Linked DNA regions of Mus musculus: regions 2 and 3 are each linked to region 1. The links are chromatin contacts, called in public HiChIP or PLAC-seq and capture Hi-C maps. All regions are on one chromosome and are shown on one strand. Each heading gives the region's core, a stretch centred on a gene start, on an enhancer-like site or on the middle of the called end of the contact. The rest is flanking DNA. Distances are from core to core; before and after follow the strand shown. Region 1 holds the start of Osbpl5 (oxysterol binding protein-like 5). Region 2 holds the start of Trpm5 (transient receptor potential cation channel, subfamily M, member 5). Region 3 overlaps Kcnq1 (potassium voltage-gated channel, subfamily Q, member 1).

Region 1 (3,960 bases), core at 1,014-3,513:
TCAGTGTGCCCCTGCCCACATGACCCCTGCACAGCCCCGCTCCAAGACTCTTTCCTCTGGTCTCCATCTTCCACCATGCACATGCTGCTCATTTGTCAAGGAAAAGGAGGTTCATTCAGAAGGTCAACTCGGCTTGGATATGGTTCAGTTGGTAGAGCATAGGCCTGAAATATAGAAGACCCTGGGTTCTATGCCACAGGAAACCAGATGTGGTGGCATATACCTGTAATCCCAGCACTTGGGAGGTAGGAGGCAGGAAGATCGGGAGTTCAAGCTCATCCTCCACTACATAGTGAATTTGAGGCCATGTGAGAGCCTGTCTAAAACAGAGCAGACAAAGACCTTGAAGGAACAAGGTTCTGCGTGACAGTGCTCTGCTCAGCAGCAGAAAGATTAGAGCCTGCCTTCATTCACAAGAATACCTTTTCCAGCCCTGCAAGGAGCAGGATGGAGACTTCAGGGAAGCCTAGCTGCAGCTATGCACCTGTACCTGAACCACACAGGTGGCACTTCCTCAGTCCCCACTTGACCATCTGGCACTGGGGCAATCTCGTTCAGACTGTGTTCCTCAGCCCACCCTTCCTGCTATCATGCACAAGCCTCCCCCATTTGGCCAGTAATCTGGCTCCTATAATCCATATTCAAACAGCAAGTGAAGGCAATTTTGCTGAGACCTTGCCCCAGGGGACAGGGACCTTGTTTTCTTCTTTGAGTCCCTCAAGGACTGGCTCTAGCAACTGCTGATTTACTGGGTTCTAGCAGCCACACCCAGCTTTTTGTTTGAGCTTGGGGCAGACCTAGCAGGCAGGCTGGTCTCCATCTGTGAAGCGGCCCACACTGCACACAGTCCTGCTGGAAGGGCAGAGCCACCCCTCAGACCTCAAGAAGGCAGTTTCACCATGGCCCTGAGCATCTTGTCTGAGCAGTTCTGCATCCGAAGGCCTCGCCAGGTGACTGGGGTTGGGTAGGGATGGTCCCATGATGAACTGAGAATGAGCCCGCCTAAGTTCCTTACCTGTGCACAAGATGCTGGTACTTGCCCACCAGGTGGAACCCCTAGCCTCTGTCTAACAGGGGAGGCATGGCTAAGGCTGAGTGGACAAGGGGTCTACAGAGACTGGAAGTTGTCTATTCCAGGTTTGCACGCCACAGCCCTACCCAGTGGCTTTTAGCAGCAGTGGTTTCCCATAGCCTGGAAGCACTTCTGCTGTCCAGCACCTACTAACAATGTGGGAATCAGCTGGGGCTCTGCCCACACTCACACCGGTATTCCTGGGGTAGAAGGTTCTGCTGGGAAAGCCTCTATACCTTTCTGTGTCCTACCTGATTCCAGCGGCTGGAGGAGGCAGGCTAAACTTCCTGCTTGGGTGGCTCTTGGGAACTCTACAGGAAGGACCCTTACACATACACACACACCCCAAAGAACCTCATGCTGAGGGTCTCAGCTGGAGAACTCTAAGATCAGCCTCTATATATGGGTGGTATCAAATTAGAAAAGTGTCTTCTAAATACAAGAGGATTGAGGAGTCTAGAAAGTTCTTGGAGAGTGGTAAAGGGTGGTAGACACATAGGAGGTCTTGGTTATCAGGATAATTAGTTTAAAAAGTATTATTATTTCTATTTGTGTGTGTGTGATGTCACATGGGTGTAGGTGCTAAGAGAGGTTGTCAGATCACCTGGAACTGGAGTTACAGGTGGCTGTGAGCAGCTTGACCTGGGTGCGGAGAATGGACCTGTGATCTTCTGGAAGATCAGCATATGCTCTTAACCTGAGTCATCTCTCCAGCCCCAAGAGTCAGAGTCTCAGCCAAGGCATCCTGAAAGAAGTGTAGTGGGAATCATGGATGGTGACCAAGGGGTCCCCTTGAGCCCCTGTGTAGGACAAGGACAGTGGGGTTTGGTTTTGGGAGAGAGAGGTCTTATGTTCTGGAAGGGGAAGGGCACCGCACCCAGGTATGCTTCTCAAATAGAAGACCCCTCCCAAGATTAGCGCTGCTTACCGCCACCCTCCCCTCCTTTGGCTATTTGTGGGGCGGTGTCCCCAGCCCTGGCGCGCAGGTGCCACCGACTTGTCTATACTTAAGGATTCCTATGCCCCCCAGCCTGCACCGGGGAGGAGGCTCAGGCTCCGGGCAAGGACTGGGTCCCCAGCGTGCCTCCCCAGCAGCCGATCCGCCCTTGGTCCACCCGGGGTTTTGCGTCTGCCGCGCTCTCCTCCCTCCTCCGCCCTCCGCTCCCTCGCTCCGCCTCGCCTGGATCAGCCCTCTGGTATTTCCTGCTGCTCAGCGACAGCTGAGCCCCTCGCGGGCCCAGGCGGCCCGGCCCGGCCCCAGCACTGAGTACAACCAGCACGGTAGGAGCTCCGCTGCTGGGAGGACCGGGAAGGATGGGGCTGGTGGAAGGCCGAGAAAGGCCAGGAGGGGATTCAGCGGGCCTGAGAGGCTTCAGGGCCACAGAGCCGGCGTGGGGGTCGGGGAGCCCTCAGGGGCTGGTCTGGGGGAGCCCCTGCATAGATCCGAGTAGACCCAAACAGCAGCTTGTATGGGAAACAGCGCCTGGCTGGGGAGTCCAAATGCCTGGGGACTTCTGGGTGGCGGGTGGGGCCCGCGTGTGGGTGCGGCATGTCCAGCCCCGTTTCCCACTTGGTGAGGCTAAAAGGAGTCAGGACTAGGCGAATGGGTGGGAGGGTCTGGCAGCCTCCGACCCAGGATATGGAGGGGTCTGTACCCCAGCCCAGCAATAGCAGGGAAGGGGTGTCTAAGAGGTCCTGTAAGATCTTGGGTCTGAGATCTCAGTTCCCTGGCTTGATTCTCAGGATGGTTCGTCAGGGTCCGCAGAGCAAGTGACTGCTGACCCATCTTGCCCTTGGACTCTGTCCACCCATGGCCTCTCATAGGACTTGGCCCTGAGAGAAAGGGAGGGAGCTTGGCATTGTCCAGATGACTTGAGCTGCACTTGCGGATTTCTACGACTGGGGTGGGTAGGACTTGAGCCCCTCCCAGCCACAGGTCCAGCTGGCTTTGCCTCCCACTTCAGATATCCTGGCTTTTTAGGTCCAAGTCCCTGATCCCAGTTGTGAGTGGCTCCTGGGGTTGTGGGTAGACACCCCCAATTAGGGCCAAGGGGGGCTTTTTCACCCCTCACCCAACCTGAGCCAGGCTGGGCTTGGCTTACTAGAACCACTGATTTGAATTTCTTGTCTTTTGCTCTCTGTTTCTCCCTGGGACTTGTCACCCACTTGTCTGTACTTAAAGGTTCCTATATGTATCAACCTTTGGCTCCAGCCTCTGCTACACACCTCTGTCTGGTCACAGGAGCAGAAGTGGTGGTGTCAGGGCCTAGAGAAGTGGGAAAGACCCTTGGATGGGGTGGATATTGCACTTTTGAGTTTGTTTTCCATGTCCCCATCATCCGTCTGCCTGTCCGTCCGTCTGTCTGTCATTTCCCCCTCTCCCTTGCGATAACAGCCAAGTGGCTGACTTTCCTTACTACATTTCTGCCCCAATATCTTTGCTCAAGCAGCAGCATGGATGGAGGTGGGGGTGCTTGCTGAGATTTCGAACTTGGTGGGGTTCCAGAGGAGCGCAGAGAGCTTTGCAGGTGTCAGACAAATCAGGGTGATCTGGGTGGCAAGTGGTGACATCTGGCTGTCCCTTTCAGGCTCCTGACTGCAGATCTATTGTCTGCCTGCACGTGTATGGGGCAGCGGAGTGGAGCCTTTTAACAAACACAAGGCCTGGGTGCCAAGGAACCAAGTGTTTGCCTCTGTCTGGTTTGCTTTCGCCAGGCGGTGTTTAGAGAAGGGTGAAGCATCTGGGTGAGGCTACTCCCCCACAGTGCTGTGCCTTGTCTCAGGGAGACGGCTGTGCTGAGGCCCAACCTGAGCAGCAGCAAATCCTGGATGTCAGAGGGGTTCTCCTGCCCAGCCAAGGGGTGTGAGTCCTTCCAAGCCTGGCTCTG
Region 2 (3,960 bases), core at 1,013-3,512, 650 kb after region 1:
GGCAGGAACTCTGAGTTGGTCCCTCAGCCCCTCTGGCTTTGGTCTACAACTGTGGGATAGCACCAGGTCCAGTGTCAGACTAATAGACAGAGCTCAGGCGTAAGGCCTGTGATGCTCTTGTCCTTTCTCTTCCCAGACCATTGTCTCCAACTTAGAGACCACAGACACGAGTCCAACACGTTGTAAAAAATCCTGGGCCAAGAGGGTACTAAGGTCATGAGAGCAACATTGGTGGCCTTAGAATTGCTGTGGGAAGGAAAGGCCCTTGATTCCCTGAGTGTCAATGCTGGAGATGCAGACTTTCTGGGCCTGCAGAGTGCATCTCTCCACAGAAGGCAGTCAGAGACAGAATTGAGTCTAAGGGCAGAATGGGACAGGGCCATTGAGCTAGTGTCTGATCCTAGGAGGTAGTTTCTCTCCCAAAAGCATGCTGGAGTGGGGGAGGCTTTGAGTTAAATTCTGCAGGGTGGGGAGACTTGAAGGCCTGCCAGACTTTGGCCTCTTCTGCTCCAGTCCAAACCTAGGTGTCAGCCTCAGAGATCGTTCAGGCTACTTAAGAACACTGGCCCTCAAAGAACACTAGCCCTCATGGATGCTAGACGTGGCTTTTGAGCAGGTGGGCATGGAAGGCAGCTAGTGAGACTGTACAGTAGGTGGTGGGAAGGAAAACTGCTACCCTGGGGACACAAACTGGGGTGGGAGCAGCCCTTGCTGGAGACTTGCTCTCTGGAACACAGCCTTGCCCAAGAGGAAATATCTTCCTGGCACCAGTCAGAGCAACCACAAGAGAGACAGACACAGCTACCAGCCAAGCCATGGTGATCAATGTAGGGAAGCAGCTGTTGAGGGCAATTTAGGTATCCCTCCATGGCACCTTGATTCTCTGTCCCCTCATCACAGTGCTCGTAATGAGAGCATACGGGCAATTGAGCCTTGCCCAATGTCTATCTGCCCAGGGCCTGGAATGGTTTGGAAGCTGCTTCCCACTAAATGGCTATCTCCCCAGACCCCACTTATGCCTTCATATGGCTCATGACTATGCACATGCTCAGGCACACAACTGCCTTTGGGCACATGTTCTGTATACTTTCATATTCTGCACTTGGGGTTGGCTGGGGCTGCCCAGGGTCCAGCAGAACTATGGGGGAAGTGGCTGTTGATGGGCAAATGAGGAAGCAAAGGTCATTTCAGATGACAAAGCAGCACTGAGCAACGCTGCTGGGGTGCCTGGGAAGTGAGCTATAGGGGATGTGCCCTGTGTGGGTGTGGGCCTGGGTGAAGGGGTCCTTGAAAGACATGGGAGCCTGTGGTGACAAGCCTGCAGGAGATGCTCCAAGGAGTGGTGCCCCAAGGGAGCAAAAGAAAAAGTGTCAGGGCCTTTCTGGGTTTGATTATTAGGATCACAGGGGTCCATGAAAGGTTGTGGGTAAGGAGAACCATAATATGGTATTGGCCTAGAACGGTTAGGGAATATTTGGTGCAGTCCTTCGAGTGTCCAAAAGATGGAGGTAAAGGGGCAGCAGCAGATGAAGGAAGGGTTCTGGAAGCACTCCTATTCTCCACCTAGTCCTCAGACATAGGAAGGCTAGGCTTTGGATTGCTTGGTGGACATGAACTTAGGCTAGATTTCTAGAATCCAGTGAACTCTGGCCTTGTTCTATACTGAGATCCGGCCATTCCACCTAGGCCCCCGCTATGTACCCTCCTCCAGAGCTGTACCCCACAGCTCTCAAGCACTCAAGGCTTATAGTCCCTGCTCTTCAGGGCTCAAGTGGCTAGAGCTGGTCTGAGCCCCCAGCCCAGCTTGTAATTTTAGAAGGGCATCAAATGGGCATGGCTTATGTCAAGGTAACATGACAGGTATGCTAGGGGACATGCTAGCTCAGATGGTGATGTAACTGTGGCCCTCTTGCTTAGGACAAAGCCAGAGGGAGACCCCTCTCCCTGCCCCACCCAGGTCCTGTTTTTGCCTGTGATCTTGGCGCCCTCTGGTGGCTAATGTTGGGTCCTTGGCTGCTGCCCAACCCCTATCCTCCTACCCCTGGGGTTCATGGCAAAGTAATGAAAGCCAGATCCTGTGGTCTCTGGGGGAAGGGCTCACAGAAACACTGTCAAGAGCTGTCATGAGGGTCTTCCCCAGTTATTCACAACCGCCTGGAAGCTTGGCATGAGTATCTCGGTCTACAGGAAGAGAAACCGGGACTTCGTGTTGAAGGAGCTGGATAGATCAACAGGAAAAAAGCCAGTGTCACAGCCATGAGAAGCATCACGAGCAACAGCCCTGAGCCTCAATTTGGAGGCAGTCCTCATGCAGTCCAAGGCACTGACTGCCTGACTGGTAAGTAGCTAGTACTCAGCTCACTCACACCATAGGATTCTCCAGGAGTGTGGCACACCACAGATCAGGGCAGACATCTCCAGACCTTCTGGGACCTCAGGAGACAGTTCATCTGCTTGCCTATCATCATTGGGACCACTTGTCAGACACCCTTTCATGGATCATGTGTCCTTAAGGCAGTTCTTGTTTCCTCAACTAGAGAAACTGAGGCTTGGTGAGAAATGAAGCAGAATTCCCATCTGACCTCTGATCTCATGTTAGAGTACAGACACCCAGGCCGTACTCATCGTCTGTGCCAGGCAGAGCCCAGGGAGGAAAGGACCCATGTTTCATGTAACCCCTCTTCATGTAACAGTGGGCTCTTGGCCAGCCTGGATGTGCTCTCAGACCAGTGGCACCAATCTAGCCCTTGGTGGATGGGTGGTACCCTAGGTTCACTCATGCCCAGCTTTCTAAGACATCATTGGCTGCCAGGTGCTGGGTGTGGCATGTGGGTGGATCGAGGGAGGAACACAGCCTGCAGTAGGTAAGTGCCTCTAACACTCAGCACCAGCAGCTACATGCCAGGAATCTGGAAGGAACGGGCAGGTAAGCTCACACCAGGGTCAGCTTGCATAGGAGTGGGGCCAGAAAGTCGCTCAGTCCTCTGCTGAGAAGGTAGGAAGGGCAAGCAGGAGCTATGTTCTAGCCACATTTCTACCTCATGTTCTCCATCAGGGATGGCATCATGAGGACAAGTCTGCCATGAGCAAGGGAAAGGGCTACCCATTGTTCGGGAGGGTCTGGGTGGAGGGCAATCCAAACTGTGAGCCTCAGACTTGGAGATTACATCAGCCGCAGCACCTTGGAAACTCAGCCCAAGCTCAGGGGCTGCAGGAGGGAGGGGTGTAGGGGTGGGGACCCAGCTCCTCATAGTTGTATCTACGTCCTGCTCTGTCAGCAATGTCAGGTCTCTTCACCAAGGGGATGAGGGGTGCCATGCTAATTCATGCATGCAGTGACCTTCTTAGTTTTACCCACATATCACTGTAAGCTGGCACAGAGAGTTTAGGGACAAGTACGTTCAGGACCCCAGGATTTGGGTGCCAGATCTGTCGTGCTCTGGGCTCTTCCTATCTTAGGGGCGGAGAAGTACATTTATTTCAGGCTCTTTCTGTGACCGTCTCAGCTAGTAAGAGCCTCCAAGGTCTCCACTGCCTTGGGATTAAGAATCTGTTTTTTGTCTTTCAGAATTCAGGCATAGGATAATGATCAGGGTCATGTAGCTCCCCCCACCCCCGCAAAAAAACCCCACCAACAAAGGGGGGCATTTTAGACCTAGACACCTGCACATGCAAATCCTATTTGCATGCCTTCCCTCTTTGTGGCCACATTTGCCTGGTGCTGGCACATGCCCAAATGCCCCTTCACCTCAGCCTGGTGGGGAGAGCAAGGCCTAGTGCTTCCTGGGTGTTTCTTCCACCTTCCATGGCATCCAGGAGTCTGGACCATCCATCCAGTCTATACTGAAGCAAGGCAAGGTGATCTGGTCTACAGGGTCTAATCCATTGTCCATGAGTGGGGGTGCGTTGTTGAACTCCATCTTGAAAGGCACTCTCTAGGGCCTAGACCTTGGAAAAGAA
Region 3 (3,960 bases), core at 814-3,313, 620 kb after region 1:
CAGGGAAGCCTTGATAAGCACAGTAGAGGTGGGGCCGTCCTGGGAACCAAAGCTGGGAAGCCGCAGAGCCCCCAGTCTCCCCCCTAACTCCCCACCCCAGCCCTTGTGCCAAGGACAGCCAGAACATTCTCACTAGCCTGGGGAGGTGCCACACCTCAAAAATGCTAACCCAGGGACCTTGGTCTGGGACAGAGAGGGCAAGTTTACACTTAGCGGGAAACCATCATTACTGCACAGGTTGGCAGGGACTTCTCAAAGGCCCTTTGTATACCTGTCTTGTGTTTTACCTCCTGGCCAAGTGAGGTGGGGATCAGGTGTCCCAGGAACAAAGCGGGGTGTCACCAGGTCACCCAAGATCATGGGATGGGCCTGGGACAGAGTGCCAGCCCCACTGTTCTGTCAAAATGCACACCTGGGCCCCTGGAACCCCACCACCACTCCCGTGCTTTCTCTGTGGCGGTTGAGACATTTCCTGGAGGTTCCCTGTGGCCCTTGCATTGGTTCTGCTGCCCTTAGCTCTCTGGTGCACAGCTGTCACACCGGCAGTGACACCGGCAGTGCTACAGATTTAAAGTCGGTTGCAACCCTCACCAACTAAGACACTTCATAGCTGCTCAGCTAACTAGGAAGGATTCTGGGTGTCGGGTCTGGCCCAACTGCAAGGACAGAGTTTCTGCCCTCTCTTTACAGCACCCGTCACCCATGCCATTGGTGGAGAGTCTCCTTTGTGTTCCTGTGAACCACTGGCCAGTTCTTCCCTTCATTTTACCTCTCAGCTTGCTGTTACTATTGCACTACCCTGGTCTTTGGCCTGCTAGGCTCTCACCTGCCAGGCCACCCACGCCCAGAGTTCTCTTGTGAGACTGGTCCACTGGTGCCCTAGAAACTCATATTTCTCTCTCATGGAAAGGGTTTTCTGAGGACATGGTGGGATACAACAGCTGCCTGCAGATCACAGTGAGAGCCTGAGAGGCTGCTCACTGCTTTTGGTCACCAGGAACAGCCTTTCTAGAAACCCAGAGCTCTCCCCCAGGCACTCACTCCCAGGCAAGTGTAAATGTCAGGGGAGGGGTACAAGAAAGATAGTAACCCTGACATGACACCCCTGCCCCTGACATACACACCCATACCCTTGTCCATCTTTTCCTCTTCACAGGAACACCACATCCAATCAACCAACACACCCACTGATCCAGACATGCATCCACCCATGCATCCTGTGATAGTCTAACACTCCAACTTCCTGAGCCCTAGAAGCCGGACTTGGGAGCAGGGGCCACATAGAAATAGCCATTTAGTATTTGTGGACTGCCACACTGCCCACCCAACACACATGTGCACACATGGAAATATGGACTCCCATCTGGGCCTCTCCTACTCAGTGAGTGTCATGGAAGCTATCTGGACAGAGTTAGAGGCAAGCGTGTCTCAGCCCTACTCCAGATCAGCTTATATGGTTGCCATAGCTTATCTCCTCTAAGCTCTGGAGAACTGCCTCTCTACAGACCTTATTTCCAGAATATTCTCAACATTTACAAGGAGATGACTAGTTCATATGTCCACTTAGAAATAACTCCCTCCAATGCCAGAGACACAGAGGTGTTGGGCAGTGAGAGGGTAGCCTTGGGGGCCTTTAAATGGTCATACATAGCAAGATGAGGAGCCCAAACGCATGATCACATGACCTGTTAGCATCCCTGAGATAGAGGCCCAGACCCTATCCACATGTGGGGAAACAGCCCCAAAGCAAGGTGACCTCCCAGGCCACACAACCCCAGTACGAAGTCTCTGGGATGGTGCCACACCCATCTCAACTGCCGCCTGCCACTACTACTTGCTCAGGAGAGGACATTCTGCAATCCAGCAAAGGCGAGAGGCCAGCTCTGTGTACATGAAGACTTCCTGTTCTCCAGTGTCACCTGAGAGACCAAGTTCCACAGCTGTACCACTGATTCCCTTCCACAGAGTCCCCCCAGAAAGATGGCCATTGTATCTGTCTGCTCAGAGAAACACAGGCAAACCATGTTGCCTTTGCTGCCTGGGCCTGTCTTTTGTCTATCGTCTTCCCAGGGACTAGGTCACTTGAGGGTCACTCGCCATTTCCTGCTTTCTACTTGGCTGGGAGGATCTGGGTTTTATGGTTTCTCTGGAAACCTCCACTGTGTACTGCATACAGAACCCTAGAAGGTGAACCCACAACTTGTCTGGGTGCTCAGTGAATCCCAGCCTTCCTGGGATCAGAGAGCTTTGTGAGAGTACCAGGCAGGGCTCCTGAACTATGAAGCTAGTGCTGCCAGTCATTGGTAGCCAGGTGTTCAATCTGGTCTGACTCAAAGACACCAAATTTCCTGTGTGGTTTTGTACACATCCCTGGCCTTCAGGTTCTCACAAAGAATAACCACGCCCATCTGGCTAAAGCAATTCTAGGACCCAGATGTGGTGTGTAGACTACAGCTCCCCCGCTGAGCCATGGAAGGAAGGCAAGCCATATTGGATTCTGTCAGCCCTGAATCACCTAGCCAGGGTACAGAACAAGAACACAGGCTTTCCTGAGACTCTCGCCTGCATAGAGGGAACTGTCTGAAAGCAGGCAGTCTCACTGCTCAAGGAGGGGCAGAACCATGTGGGTGACAACAGGTAGCAATCCACTCCAGGCTGTCCTCTAGAGGACCTGTGGAGTAAACAGCAAACTCACTGTGCCTGGGCCAAGCACCATGATATTATAGCCCGTCCCCAGAGAGGGAGAGAGGGACTCTGTAGGAGTGACCCTACAGAACAAAAACCACCTCAAAGACTTTTATGCATGCCTCATTACTTGGAAACTGGGAAGGGCCTGGCCAGTTACCAAGTGAAAAACTTCAGGCAGGGGGGAGGAGGAGAGAAGAGGGAGGAGGAGGAAGTAGGGAAGGTAAAGGGAGGTGGGGGAAGGGTTAGGGAGGGGGAGGGAAGTAGGAAAGGAAGGAAGAGGAGAGGAGGGGGATGGGAAGGGGAGAAGGAGGAAATGGAAGGTGGGAGGAGAAGGGGAGAAATAGAGGAAGTAAAAGCATGACAGGAGAGGAGGAGTTGAAGGGGTGGGGAATCCTTGCCCACTTTCCAGACAACGATCGCTGGACTTCAGGTCAGCACTGAAGGCAGCTGCAAGCCTTGGCTGTCTACAGATAGGACCACAGACTTGCTGTATGGAAAGTTGAAAAACACTAGGCATTTCTTCCCTTTCAAGAAGTATAAGATAGAGCCAGGGGTGGTGGCACACGCGCCTTTAATCCCAGCACTCGGGAGGCAGAGGCAGGCGGATTTCTGAGTTCGAGGCCACCCTGGTCTACAAAGTGAGTTCCAGGACAGCCAGAGCTATACAGAGAAACCCTGTCTCAAAAAAGCAAGAAGTGCAAGATAGACACCAGACCATAGGAGATATGTAAGTGGCTTCAGCCAAAGTCAGGTGGCTTCTCTGACTTAGAAATGTGATCTCCACCCCCACCCCCACATTCCTGGGGGCCTCCAGCAGGGCCAGGGCAGCTGTAAGTAAGCTGTAAGCTTGTACATCTTCCAAGGTTCACCAACAGCCCTCTGGTTTTCCTCCCCTGACTCTTGCCCTAACATTTCTACATCCCTCCTGTCTCCTCACAACTCTCTGAGCCAGGTGGGCATGCTACTGCTCCTGAGCACTGGTTAGCTCCCCAATGTTAGTCCTCCAGAGTTCCAGGTCACATGAACAGGGCCAATTCCAGGCAGCACTCAGCTCCTATGCTCATCGCCACATAACAACTTTGTAAGCACAGATACGATGGGCCATTCTGGTTAGGTCCCTTCAAGTATTCCCAGAAGCCTGGCCTTCCCATCTCCCTGCCAATATTACAGGGCTGGCATGAAGGAGCACTAGAGCACTGGGCATAAGCCTCAGTCTATCTGCTCCATCCCTGCATTTTCCTGGCATCCTGTCCTCAGGGAGCAAGGGAACTG

What was found. HiChIP or PLAC-seq counts read pairs in DNA pulled down with a chosen protein or histone mark. Capture Hi-C pulls out chosen DNA fragments and counts their contacts.
Region 2: a contact with region 1 is called in a capture Hi-C map of macrophages, with 3 times the contacts expected there. The contact joins the promoter of Trpm5 here to the promoter of Osbpl5 in region 1. A contact is called at or near these places in 11 of 39 promoter capture datasets (the 3T3-L1 cell line, the C10 cell line, HPC-7-derived erythroid cells and 7 more), 1 of 484 Hi-C or Micro-C datasets (embryonic stem cells), 2 of 115 datasets of contacts at active chromatin or transcription factors (bone marrow-derived macrophages and embryonic limb bud) and 3 of 9 other capture datasets (embryonic stem cells, liver and macrophages).
Region 3: a contact with region 1 is called in an H3K27ac HiChIP or PLAC-seq map of embryonic stem cells, with 4 times the contacts expected there. The contact joins the enhancer-like site here to the promoter of Osbpl5 in region 1. A contact is called at or near these places in 2 of 39 promoter capture datasets (the C10 cell line and embryonic stem cells), 1 of 15 datasets of contacts at CTCF or cohesin (embryonic stem cells), 6 of 115 datasets of contacts at active chromatin or transcription factors (embryonic limb bud, embryonic stem cells and neural tube) and 2 of 9 other capture datasets (embryonic stem cells and embryonic tail).

What each region holds. Positions count from the first base shown.
Region 1 is chr7:143,738,663-143,742,622 of GRCm38.p6, reverse strand. It overlaps Osbpl5 (oxysterol binding protein-like 5), which reads left to right and starts at 2,263. Exons shown (of 22, transcript NM_001199227.1): 1 at 2,263-2,353.
Region 2 is chr7:143,092,944-143,096,903 of GRCm38.p6, reverse strand. Trpm5 (transient receptor potential cation channel, subfamily M, member 5) reads left to right here and starts at 2,262. Exons shown (of 25, transcript NM_020277.2): 1 at 2,262-2,338.
Region 3 is chr7:143,118,509-143,122,468 of GRCm38.p6, reverse strand. The region is part of intron 1 of Kcnq1 (potassium voltage-gated channel, subfamily Q, member 1); the gene reads right to left. Among named protein-coding and RNA genes, the nearest start is that of Kcnq1, 13 kb to the right of the region's middle. Within about 2 kb of position 2,063, at least 49 of the 459 cell types and tissues checked have an H3K27ac peak or open chromatin away from gene starts, as enhancers often do. A contact at or near this core is called in embryonic stem cells, where this site is marked.